3 separate regions of the Sus scrofa genome follow, and all the other regions are linked to region 2. Evidence: chromatin contacts called from public Hi-C data. All regions are on one chromosome and are shown on one strand. Each heading gives the region's core, a stretch centred on a gene start, on an enhancer-like site or on the middle of the called end of the contact. The rest is flanking DNA. Distances are from core to core; before and after follow the strand shown.

The links. Hi-C and Micro-C count contacts between places; a contact is called where the count stands out from the background.
Region 1: a Hi-C map of liver shows a contact between it and region 2, with 2.2 times the contacts expected there. The contact joins the promoter of TMED2 here to the promoter of KMT5A in region 2. A contact is called at or near these places in 4 of 5 promoter capture datasets (fetal liver, fetal skeletal muscle and liver), 18 of 47 Hi-C or Micro-C datasets (alveolar macrophages, blood, embryonic fibroblasts and 8 more) and 2 of 2 datasets of contacts at active chromatin or transcription factors (alveolar macrophages and skeletal muscle).
Region 3: a contact with region 2 is called in a Hi-C map of liver, with 6 times the contacts expected there. The contact joins the promoter of GTF2H3 here to the promoter of KMT5A in region 2. A contact is called at or near these places in 1 of 5 promoter capture datasets (liver), 1 of 47 Hi-C or Micro-C datasets (liver) and 1 of 2 datasets of contacts at active chromatin or transcription factors (alveolar macrophages).

The regions. Positions count from the first base shown.
Region 1 is chr14:29,398,056-29,402,141 of Sscrofa11.1, reverse strand. It overlaps TMED2 (transmembrane emp24 domain-containing protein 2), which reads left to right and starts at 1,688. Exons shown (of 6, transcript XM_003359088.4): 1 at 1,688-1,845; 2 at 1,848-1,981; 3 at 3,512-3,704. The coding sequence starts at 1,803.
Region 2 is chr14:29,540,794-29,544,998 of Sscrofa11.1, reverse strand. KMT5A (N-lysine methyltransferase KMT5A) reads left to right here and starts at 1,483. Exons shown (of 7, transcript XM_021072264.1): 1 at 1,483-1,615.
Region 3 is chr14:29,353,028-29,356,999 of Sscrofa11.1, reverse strand. It overlaps GTF2H3 (general transcription factor IIH subunit 3), which reads left to right and starts at 1,535. Exons shown (of 13, transcript XM_021072258.1): 1 at 1,535-1,643. The coding sequence starts at 1,631. It overlaps EIF2B1 (translation initiation factor eIF-2B subunit alpha), which reads right to left and starts at 1,503. Exons shown (of 9, transcript XM_005670583.3): 1 at 1,340-1,503. The coding sequence starts at 1,352.

The DNA.
Region 1 (4,086 bases), core at 439-2,938, 140 kb after region 2:
AATCCCTGAACAGTGGAGTTAGAATGTTAATCATTTTGAAAATGAAAATTAACCTTTAATACCTAGATAAAAACAGACTTGAAAAAAAAACACCAGGATTATTCTTGGCACTTTTCTAGAGTTGAGTTGCTTGAGAAGTTGAAAAGGCTGTATTCATCAATTTAATTCAGCTTAATAGGAAACCTCTGAAGGTATTAAATGCAAAAAGAGATTTACTGTAGGAAAATACAAGCTCATAAATGGGTTGGTGAAGTTGGAAGGGCAGGCTCTAGGCTGAGCCTCCCTCTAGCTATGGCTGTCCGGATAACACTGCAGAACTGACCTGCCAGAAGAAGCAGGGCCTTTGCCACAGTTTGGAAGGTGGGGAATCAGGAGACCATTACTAGAACTCTGAGTTCGATAACGCATTGTCATAGCCTGGAATCTTCTTTCACAGTACCTGCATCTGTTTATTGACACCTGAGCAGGAAACTGGATATTGGGCCACTACTGCCCCCTATTGTCTGGTAGTCTTTGAAGAAATAATCCTTCAAACTTGCATTGCTTATTCACATAAATGGTATCATCTGATCTTCATGATAACTTTACATGATAAGCATAAAATGTGCTATCACCCCCTTTATACAGATAAGGAAATTTAAGTTCAGAGAGTGATGGAACATAATTAAGGTTACACAACTATGTGTAAAACTGGAGTAACAACCCAGGTCTCCTCATCAGGCCAGTTCAATGAACTTGATGTGTCAACTAACACATCATGAGTGAGATCTTTTGTGACCCTAGGGGAGGGCCTGAGAGAGCAGCATATATGTGCCAAGACTTGTGCCTCATGAGTGACACAGACTGGTAAATAAGTATAACTTAGAGGGTGCAAATCTACCTTGTAAGCACAGAGGAAGGGGCTAGAATTTGGCAGTGGGAGATCTAGGAACATTTCAAGAAGAGGAGAGGTGACATTTGAGTTGGGTTTTGAGGGGTGTGTAGGAGTATGCCAGGAGGCAAAGTGTACAAAAAAATTGTCCCAGTAGCTGGCAAGAGCAATGGGGCCATGGGGGTGGCAACTAGACTCTAGGGAAGTGAGAGAATTCTAACTTTGGAGGATGTAGACAAGGTTTTTTGTTTTCGGTAGTTGTATTATATATACATACAGTGAAATAAGGCGTATTAAGTATACAGTTTCTTTAGTTTTTAAAAAGGCATATGTAAACACTCATGTACCCATCGTTTAGGTGACGATGTAAAACATTTCCAACATCTCAGGAGGTTCTCTCTCGTGCCCTTTCCCAGTCTCTATACCCTTCTCCATCCTTCCTCCGTCGGTTTTTGCGAGGTGAGGGCAGGCTAACATAAATATTAAAGCCCTTGGTTTCAGCTCCATTTCCTCCTTCCACTCCTATTACTGCCTCCAAATCTTCTGCCATCTTTACGGACAATCCTAAGAAGATACTGCACTAGGGGGAGGAGGGTTATTGCTACTGTTTTTTCCTCGTGTGGTCCATGTGAAATTTAAGTTGTAAGCGCGACTGGAGAGAGGAAGAGGACAATGGTTTCTGGTCCTTCGGAGCCACCGTCCAGGCTCGGCCCGCGCGGAGACGCCTTGTCCCTCGGCGGCTGCCGTGCGTCCGTTACGTGGCAGCTGCAGGCGCCCGCCAATCCACGGCGCCCGCATCAGCCCCCTCGGGTGGCGCAGCCGGAAGGGGCGGGGCTGAGGCGGCGGCGGCTGAGAAGGTAGTGGTGGCGGCGGCGGCCACGGCGGCTTTGGAGGCCGCGCTCCCGGTCCTGGCTTCGGCCCCAGCCCCACCATGGTGACGCTCGCTGAGCTGCTGGTGCTCTTGGCCGCCCTCCTGGCACGGCCTCGGGCTACTTCGTCAGCATCGACGCACATGCCGAGGAGTGCTTCTTCGAGCGGGTCACCTCGGGCACCAAGATGGGCCTCATCTTCGAGGTGGCCGAGGGCGGCTTCCTGGACATCGACGTGGAGGTGCGGGCGCGCTGCCCGCGACCGAAGCGGGGTCTTGCGGCCGCTCGGGGGTTGCCGGCGCGCGGGGCCCGCCGGCGCGCGGGGCCCGCGGGGGGAGCGGGACATCGAGGCCACTGTCCGAGTTCTGGGAGGGGCGCTGGCCGCCACCCAGCGACCCTCTAACCTCCCTTTTCCCCGCATCTCCCCGGATTCCGGGCTCCCCACGGGATACGTAACCGTTGCTTGATTGCTTTGGATACTCAGCTTGAATGGCGGGTTCCCCTTGGAACCTCTTGCCGAGCTTTGTCGACCAGGCGCCGCGTGTCAGATCTGGGCCCAGGAGGCGCTTCACAGTCTCGTTTAGCTGGTGGCGGGTCTCGAACGGTCAGCAGCTGCTTTCCTCCATAGTGCAAATTAAAGTTGGCACGTGACATGGAAACTTCTGAAAAAGTAAATCGAAAGCTATTGAGATATGTAGGCAGACGTTCGCGTTGTGTTTTATTTTTCATGGAAATGATCCAGATTACCCGATTTTACGTGAATCTCCTTTACGTGATACCTCGTTTAGCCATCTCCGGCTAGGGGAGTGAGGCTGGTTATGCATTTTAGGTGTAATGACTGCAGCGAAGTGGAGAAAACGGAAAATTATTTTAAGAAGCCAACAGTCTGTAAATTATTTCCTGTGTCTTGTTTTAAGCCAAAAGAATGATTCGCCTCTAACTTTTTTTAGAAAATCAGATGTAATTAATATTTAAAGTCATCCGTTAGCATGATTAATTAGGTCTAAGGATTTTCCATTTGACACTGACCCTCAGCGGAGTTGGGCATAAATTCCACAAAACAAGTGAAATCCAGAAATAAGGAGCTACTGGAAGGACTGACTGTTAAAGTTAGCTGAGAGCTTAAGACACCAGCTATTCCAGTCTACAAGTTTTACAGGTGGCATGGGCTTCATAAGAGAAAGCAACTTGAACAAAGTCTAACAGCTGATATGCAGCAGCCTAGGATGAGAACATGGGTCTCAGAATATCCAATCTAGTCCTTTGTCTTATGTCTTCAGGCATCTCAGATAAAGCAGATTCCTTTACTGGCTGGCAGTAATCAATTAGCGAGACCCAGACATGTAGCTTGCTCAAAATTCTTAGGGTTTTGTTTTGTTTTGTGTTTTGTCTTTTCGGTGCCGCATGCACGGCACATGGATGTTCCCAGGCTAGGGGTCTAATCTGAGCTGTAGTTGCCCGCCTACACCACAGCCACAGTAACATCAGATCCCAGCCACCTCTGCGACCTACACCACAGCTCATACCAAGGCCTGGTCCTTAACCCACTGAGCAAGGCCAGAGATCGAACTCGAAATCTCATGGTTCCTGGCCAGATTCATTTCTGCTGCACTACGACAGGAATTTTGTGGAGTTCTGTCATTAAGTGAAGTGGAGTCAAGTGCAGGTTACATTTTCTTAGTGAATGTCCTATTGCTGATGGACTTCACTTTAGAAGTTTTATGATTTTGAATCTTTTGTGTAATCTCACACATTTCTCTCCTGCCTCCAGATTACAGGGCCTGATAATAAAGGAATTTATAAAGGAGACCGGGAGTCCAGTGGGAAATACACATTTGCTGCTCACATGGATGGAACATATAAGTTTTGTTTTAGCAATAGGATGTCCACCATGACTCCAAAGATAGTGATGTTCACCATTGATATTGGGGAGGCCCCAAAAGGACAAGACATGGAAACAGAAGGTAAGATGAACATTCTAAAGATTTTTTTAAAAATCATGTTCCAAGAATTAATATTCTGTAAATTTTATCCGCCTGAATGGAGTATTTATTTTGATATCTTATTCTAGATTCAGTCACTGTCTTTACAACCAAAAACCTTTTGTGAAATAAACTTTATAATTATCCAAATCTTCTGATTAACAAAAAGAAGTTACTGGAAGTTCATGTTTATATTTCAGTCTTTACAGTTGCCATTTCTGGCTGCTTTTCTTAGTCACTTTGTGCTCTTGTAAGCATGTAGGTTACTTGTATCTTAGGTTGTTCAGTTAACTTGCTAATTCTGGTATGTACATCTTTATTTGCTCATTTGTGTACATGACTAGTTGAGCTCAACTTTTTGTTT
Region 2 (4,205 bases), core at 234-2,733:
GACTTCACCAATCTATAGAAGTAATGATCTCCCCAATCACACTCTGTAAAATTCCCTATTTTCATTTCACTCATAGCATTAATCACTACTTAATATTATCTTTTAAAATGTGGCTTCTTGTTTGTTTCTTCCCTAAAAAATATGAGAATGGGGAGTTTGCTGCTGATCAATAGTTGAGGACTTGGTGTTGTCACTGCTGTGGCTTGGACAACTGCTGTGGCTCAGGTTTGATCCCTGGCCTAGGAACTTTGACATGCCAAGGGTGCAGCCAAAAGTAAATTTAAAGAAAAATGGTAGATCTGTCTTATTTGCCACTGTATCCTTGGGGGACCAGACATTCCAATAAATGCTGAATTAATGCATTTTAGAGAAAGTAAAAACCTCTAAGTATTTATGGAAGCTGGAAGGAATCTTGGAGATCACAGACCAACTCCAAGATTTGACAGCTGTGTAAGCTGAGCTTCGGAGAGCTGAAATGACATACCAAAGGGCCCACGGTGAGTGACAGAATGGTCACTTTCTGCTTTTCACATAACATCACCTCATTTTGCTCTCCCTGCTTTCCTGGTGCAATGACAGGGTCTTTGGGCAATAGTGGGCCTTCCAAAATTTTTTTGGGAACCAAAGAGAGAGAATGGATGAGTGACCTCTGCTCATATCTCCAGGAGGGGTCCCCAGGAAAGAGCTGTAACTGGACACTTTAACTGTGTTCAAAGCAAAAAATACCCACGACACCTGTGTTTCTCTGGGAACTTACCAACCGAGGCTCTCCCAGAGTGGGAAAAGGTGCAGAGTTGTTTCCCTAGGGTTAAGGTAGCCCTCTAGTGGACTAACAGTCAAAAGACTGATCTAGGACCTGCAATTAAACTGCTGGTGACATTGGGCAGCAAGTAAGTTACTTGTTAAAATTGGTCCTCTGTTTCCCCATCTCTAAAATGGTTGGGATATGCTGGGCTAGGATCGCTGTGGACTGAGAATTTGACTCAGTTGGTAGGAGCCGTGCCCGCGGGCTTTGAATATTGGAACAGACTCGATAAACCTTTCAACTCGATAAACCTTGACCTGCTGGAATGGTCAAGGTGCTGCAGATGTTAAACTGCTGGGGGCTAGGCTTCCCAGGTCATAAGGGGAGGTCGAGGGGTCAAAGGTCGTGTTCCGGTCAAACCCACTAAAAACCGGAAGTCCCGAGTGGGTCTACTCAGAGCTGGGGCCTCCAGCCACATGACTAAACCTTCCGAGGCGGAGCTTCAGCAGCCGGAGAGGGCGGAGTTTGGGGGCCTCCCAATGGCAGCGTCGGTGTCCTTCCAGTGCAACCTATCAACGTGGGGCGACGGTAAAATTTAAACCCCCCCCTCCTCTGGGACCTGTCCTGAAAGCGTTTGTAGAAAGTGCGGCCACTCGCCCCGCCCCTGCCATGGAGGCGGGGAGAAGGGCGGGCTTTCGCTCTCAAGTTCGCCTATCATAGCTGGCAATTTGGGGAGAGGCAGGCGCTGGCGCCAATCAGCGCAGCAGCCGGTACCCGGCGGAGCAGTTGGCTACAGTTGTTGCAACTTTTTTCGAAAGCTGCGTTTCCCGGGAGATCCTATGCGGTGACAGAGCGGGGCTATGGCTAGAGGTATTGGCCCAAGTGGCCAGCGCCGGGGCAGCTGCGGTGGGGGGTCGCGCTGGAGGCGGGACTGAGGTAGCGGGAGTGGCGGCGGGGAGGCGCTCTGCCGCGGGCTGCTCGGACCGAGCGCGGGGACAGGTGGGGGCGCGGGGGGAGGGGCTGCGGAACCTTCTCATCCCCACCCTCGCTCCGGTACCCCCCCAGAAACCCGTTCCACTCCCGTTCCTCGGTTTTCCCTCTCTAAACTGTGGGCACTCGGTGGCCTGCCTCTCCGGAGGCAATGGGGCCATATGTCAAAGCTGTTTGGAAACTAAAGCGCAGGGCACCTCCAGGGAATGGTTGTTATTGATACAAATAGGGGAGAGAGCGAGGCATCGTCTGCTTAGGGGTTCTCTCTGGTTGGGAAGGAAAGCAACCCGGAGGCGAGGGCGCAGATCGGTAATTTACAAGGTGGGGAGCGCGTCGGAGTGGACACCGCGGCGGGCGCCTTCCCCACAACCTGAGTCAGCTCTGCGCCGCCGGGCGGGGACGGGCCCCGCTGGCCCACTTTGGGTTGACACGGGTCCCCTGCCACCTCCTGGGGCGGCCCTTCTCCCCATAGCTGATCAGGACTTTTGCCCACGGGACAAGGCTTGGTGGGATTGTGCAGCCGCGAGGGAAGTGAAGTCCCTGTCTGAAGTTCCTTGTACAGTTTACTGGCAGAATAGTAAGACCCATGTTATGCGGCAAAGTGATCTCCAACCGCTGATCACGTCCAGCTGCTGTGTCTCCTTCATGCAAAAACTTGAGCGTGACGATTCACTTGAATTATTATTTAAAAGAAGTTGAGGTTTAACATTTTCTCAAAAGTCCAAGTTCTTACATATTAGTAGGAATTTGCCTTAATGCAGTATCTTCCTTTTGTGATCATAATGAATAAAATAAGGATTCATTTAGCAAATATTTATTGGGCTTCTCTGTTTTCAGCCCCTGCACCCAGTTGCATCATTTATTCTCCCAGCTTCCCTTTAGGGTCTTTTGGGACATGACTTACCTAGATTATGATTAAGAAATGAGGCAGGAGTTCCCGTCGTGGCGCAGTGGTTGAAGAATCCGACTAGGAACCATGACGTTGCGGGTTCGGTCCCTGCCCTTGCTCAGTGGGTTAATGATCCGGCGTTGCCATGAGCTGTGGTGTAGGTTGCAGACGCGGCTCCGATCCTGCGTTGCTGTGGTTCTGGCGTAGGCTGGCAGCTACAGCTCCGATTAGACCCCTAGCCTGGGAACCTCCATATGCCGCGGGAAGGGCCCAAGAAATAGCAAAAAAAGACGAAAAAAGAAAAAAAAAAAAGAAAAGAAATGAGGCATAGTGAACTTCACAAGAGCTTCACAACCCAGTCCACAGAGAAAACTAAGACGCCTTAAATGTTTTTCTTCAGAAATGCATTAAGCATCTAAAAGTATATCTAATAATATCTGACTAATTTATCTGACATAGCTTAATAAATCTATGCATCCCTGATTCATTTTTCCCATCACAGCAAAATCATTTAAACTACCTGTTTCAGCAGTAGTGCATTAAAAAAAAGCTTGCTTTAACTAAATTAATCTTTGGGGGAAACACAACTCTGCCATTGAAATACTTAAATACTTAATATGGGAAAATAATAATTACCATTGAGGGCCAGGCACTTTATTATGTAAGTTAATCTTTACAACCTGTTATTTCCATTTTTCAGAGGTGGAAGCTGAAGTCCAAAGTCACTGTCCAGGCTCAGGCCATTCTCTGTCTTTACTTGTTCCACTCCACCTCCCTTATTTAACCATAGTGAAGATGAATGTTCCCAGCTTCTACCATGACTGGCTTACAAATCATCTTTGTTATGTACTGATTAGTGATTCTCACTGGCTCACTTGACCACCCCCCCCTCCAATCTTCCCCCCAAATTAGTGGTTATTTATTTCTTAGACTTCATTTTTTTTTTTAGACTTCATTATTTTTACAAACCATTAAATTGGCCACTTAGTGTCAAGATATCATGTTCAGTTCTTCAAAGGAAGGGTCTGTCTTTTTCTTCTAGAAAATCAGTCTTCGTTCCTAATTTATAGTTCATCTTAAGAGCCCTGCTGAGTCACATGAACAAAATGTTCAGATACTGGACGACTCTTCTCTGGTTTTAAAGTTTTACAATCATGTAAATATTTACAACCTCGAGGGTATTAGTTTGAGCAGGATACTTCTATCTACATTTCTCCATTTCTACTGCCACTGTCAGATGGCCTCCTCCTTGGTCTCCCCCTTTCCACTGTTACCATCTCCAGTTGATCATGCTTCAGCAGCTAGGGTGGTCCCCAAAAACACAGATTTTCATACTGTGACCCTCACTACTCCCCCACCCCCAGCCTCCCCTTTGTTCTTAGGATCAAATCCCCAGTTCTCACCATGGTCTATAGGGGCCTACACACCCCTCTGGCCTCACTGTTCTTTATCTTTCTGTATGGTTATTGTTGTGTCTTTAGCAGAGGGCTTGGAACACAGTTGGTAGTCAATAAATGCTTGTTGAATGAATAAATTGGTATTTTAGTGTCTGAGTTTGAGGAAAGCACTATACTTTCTTTC
Region 3 (3,972 bases), core at 286-2,785, 190 kb after region 2:
TAATTTAAAAATTATTTTCTGGAGTTCCTGTTGTGGCCCAGTGGGTTAAGGATCTGACGTTGTCTCTGTGAAAATGTGGGTTTGATCCCAGGCCTCCCTCAGTGGGTTACAGACCTGGTGTTGCTGCAAGCTTTGGCTGTAAAAAGAAAAAAAATATAAATGTATATATTTTCTTTGCAGGGTGTTTGGCTTCAGGGGCACATCAATTTTGATAGGACTAGAGATGACATCACTTTACTATTGGCAAGCTTTCTCAGTCATTTTGAAAAAGCTATCCATGTACAATGGCATAAAATTTAAGCTCCACCAAATGATAGTGAAAGGTCATTCTCCCCCTTAATCTTTCTTTTTTTTTGGATGTGCCAGCAGCATGTGGAAATTCCTAGTCCAGGGATCCAACCCCGGCCACAGCAGTGACCGGAGCTGCTGTAGCAACACCAGTTCCTAAACCCACTGCACTTCAAGGGAATTCCCTTTTTCTACTTTTTTTTTTTTTTTTTTTTTTTGTCTTTTCTAGGGCCGCACCTTCCGCATATGGAGGTTCCCAGGTTATGGGTCTAATCCGAGCTGTAGCTGCCGGCCTATGTCACAGCCACAGCAACGCGGGATCGGAGCCTCCTCTGCGACCTACACCACAGCTCACCGGCAACGCAGGATGCTTAACCCACTAAGCGAGGCCAGGGATCGAACCCGCAACCTCATGGTTCCCAGTTGGATTCGTTAACCACTGAGCCACGACGGGAACTCCTCTCCCTTATTCTTGATCCCAAGTGCAAAAAGAATCCCAGAACCAACCACCTTACCGATTTCTTCTGCACCCCTCCAGATAGTGTATGCCAAGTAAAGCCTATTCGCTTACATACATATGTATGTGCATGTGTATGCAAAGGTCCACCTTTCTCTAATTTTTTCACATGAAAGGTACTATATATTAGTTATTTTTATTCACTTAATAAAACACTTTCATAACCACACTAGATGAACACAGAAACGCCTTTTGATTCTAGTACCAGATCCAACAGGGCAGGGAGTCTAACTCATACTTCACATATGAGGAAATCAAGACTTCGAAGACCTGCACACTTCGTCCGAAGTCTCACTTTTTCGGAAGAGGGCACTGGAAGCCTGGGAGAGGGGGTGTCCAGGGATGCCCCCAGGACCTATTCCCTGGATACAGGAGCAGCGAGAGGGTTCTAGTTGTGACCAGAAGAACTACATCCAGCCAAAGAGCCAGAGCTCGAAAAGTGACCACTCTCGGAACTCAGTCTGGGTGTGCGAGGTGAAGGGATCCCTGCGCGTCTCCGCTTTGGCCCAGCAGGCCCGTCGCGTTCCGATTTACCCTTGTCATCCATGGTGCCCTCCGGACCGCGGAGCGCAAAGGACCGAGAACCACACGCGATGTCTTGCTGTGTCGTGCGACCGCGCGGACCCCAAGTCACAGAAACTGACAGTGCGCGGTGCAGCGCCGCACTCCACTTCCGGCGCCATGAGGGCGGGGCCGTGGATAAGGGCTTGCTGCCTGAGCCAAGACTCTTTTTACGTCACTCGGTGGCGCCGGAAGTTGGGGCAAGCGGAATCTGGGAGGTTCGCCTGGCAGCAGCTGCCGATACGCTGAGGGACACTGGCCGCCATGGTCTCAGACGGTGAGGGCTGCGCTGGCGGGACCCGGACCCCTGGGCTGGGCAGAGTTTGCCCGGCCAGCATCAACCAAATGGAGTTTATCTTAGGGGCTGGGTGGAACCTGTTTGATCTTTAGAGAAGTAGCGAATGCATTCATTCATTTAGTAAATATTTTTGGAGCGCCTCTTGTATTCCAGGCGTTTCTTTATGCTCTGGGGTCGTAGCAGTTGTCCATGCATCCTTCAAGTGTTTTAATCAGTATAACAATCTTGTGAGGGAGGCCGACCTGGTGTGGTCTCTGTCTACAAATAAGGAGGTGGAGACCCAAAGAAAGAAATTCACAGGGACATTCCATGTGTATAGCTACACATCTCTCCTGACAGGTAACAATTTCTTTTTTTTCCAGGCTTGATAGTAGCAAGGAACGTATGGCCCTGAGAATTGTGGGATGGGGCTTGATGGGAACTAAGGCCAAAGATTTATGGTCAGAGGAATGAGGGCCTGTGAGAGTTATTAAGTGCTGCTTTGTGCTAGGCACTTTGTTGTGTGATTTACACATTCCTCGTTAAGGAGTCCAGGGTTTGGAGGGCAGAGTTGGGAAGAGAGATCAGAAACACAGCTAACTGTAAAATGAGCTAGTGAGTACTGTCATTAGAAGAGGGGAATGCTGTGGGCGGTCAGAAGTAGGCAGGGGGGCATTGAAAAGCCACGGTCTTTAAGAGTCCAGCGGATGTGTCTTCAGAGCTGGGTATTGGCTCTGCTCCTTGCTGGAAGGCCGTGTGATTTAGATCAAGTTACTTTCTTTTGCAAAATAGAAGTTTCATTGAGTCTAAGAAGATATTGATTATGAAATGTGCTTTTATTTTATTTTATATACCACTAAGAGAGAAAATAGAATGTGGTCAGTCATGATAGTAAGATACCATGCTGATTTCAGCAACTGTCAAATGTTAAAAAAAAAAAAAGGTTGTATATCTTATAATTGATGGAAGATAGCAATAAGTCCCTCGTTGTATTGTTGTCAGCATGAGATGGAGTGATAGGATTACATGTGCTGGAACCTCATTAGAGGGGCTGGCATTTCCATTCTCTGGAGATGGGGGAGCCAGGAACTGTTGGAATATCTGGGGAGGGCTTCTGGAGAAAGAGATAGCATTGATTTGGGGCCTTGGGGAATAAAGATGATTTGAATATGTAAGCAGAAAAGATGAGGTGAGATTATCCTAATCAGGAGATGAAACTGGAGGAAGGACGGTATGAGGACAGGGAAGGCATTTTTGCTTTTTGCTGTTAAGTGAGCATCCTGGGTTTTTAATTACCATTGTGTGCTGGCAGGGTTCATGTCTGTCACCTCAGTTATAACGTAGGCTCCTTGGTAGTGGGACCCAGTATCCCCAACACTTGACACTGGTACTTAGTGTAAATATTTAACTGAATTAATGAGTTAAATTAGCCTCATTAGCTATGTCTGTCACTTTGGAGTGTAGCCTAATTCCTTTCACAGTGGAATTCTTACATAGCAGTTGCTTTTCCCTCTGGTTTTCACCTTTTAGAGATAGGTACATTATTATAATTGGCTTTGCTGCTAGGTGATTTGAAGGAGTTGAAGCTATATTGATTCTCTGCCTTGAAACCTCCCACCCTTTCCTGCCCCATACCTGCAATTCTATTACTAGAGATCTTACTACTGATTAATCATTGCCTCTGTCCTGCATTTTATCTTCGGGTTTATATAATGGGCATTTATTAAGCATCCACCACTGGCCAGGCAGTGTGCTGGGATCAGAGGATAAGCAGTGACAAAACAGACAAAAAATCCCCATCACAGAGCTTACATTCTAGTGCCTGAAAGGTGTAGATGTACGGAAGGCAAGCAAGAGCTTGCTAAGGGACCACAGAGCTTTAACTTTTTTTCCTTTTGACTGTACTTGCAGCATGGGGAAGTTCCTGGGATGGGAATAAAAGCTGCGCCACAGCAGTGACCTGAGCCACAGCAGTGACAAGACCAAATCTTTAACCTCTTGGCCACGAACTCCAAGCTTTAACTCTTTTTTTTTTTTTTTTTTAATTAATTTTATTTATTTTTGTCTTTTTGCCATTTCTTGGGCCGCTCCCGCAGCAGATGGAGGTTCCCAGGCTAGGGGTCGAGTCGGAGCTGTAGCCGCCAGCCTACGCCAGAGCCACAGCAACGTGGGATCCGAGCCGCGTCTGCAACCTACACCACAGCTCACGGCAACGCCAGATCCTTTAACCCACTGAACAAGGGCAGGGACCGAACCCGCAACCTCATGGTTCCTAGTCGGATTCGTTAACCACTGTGCCAGGACGGGAACTCCTTTAACTCTTTAAAAG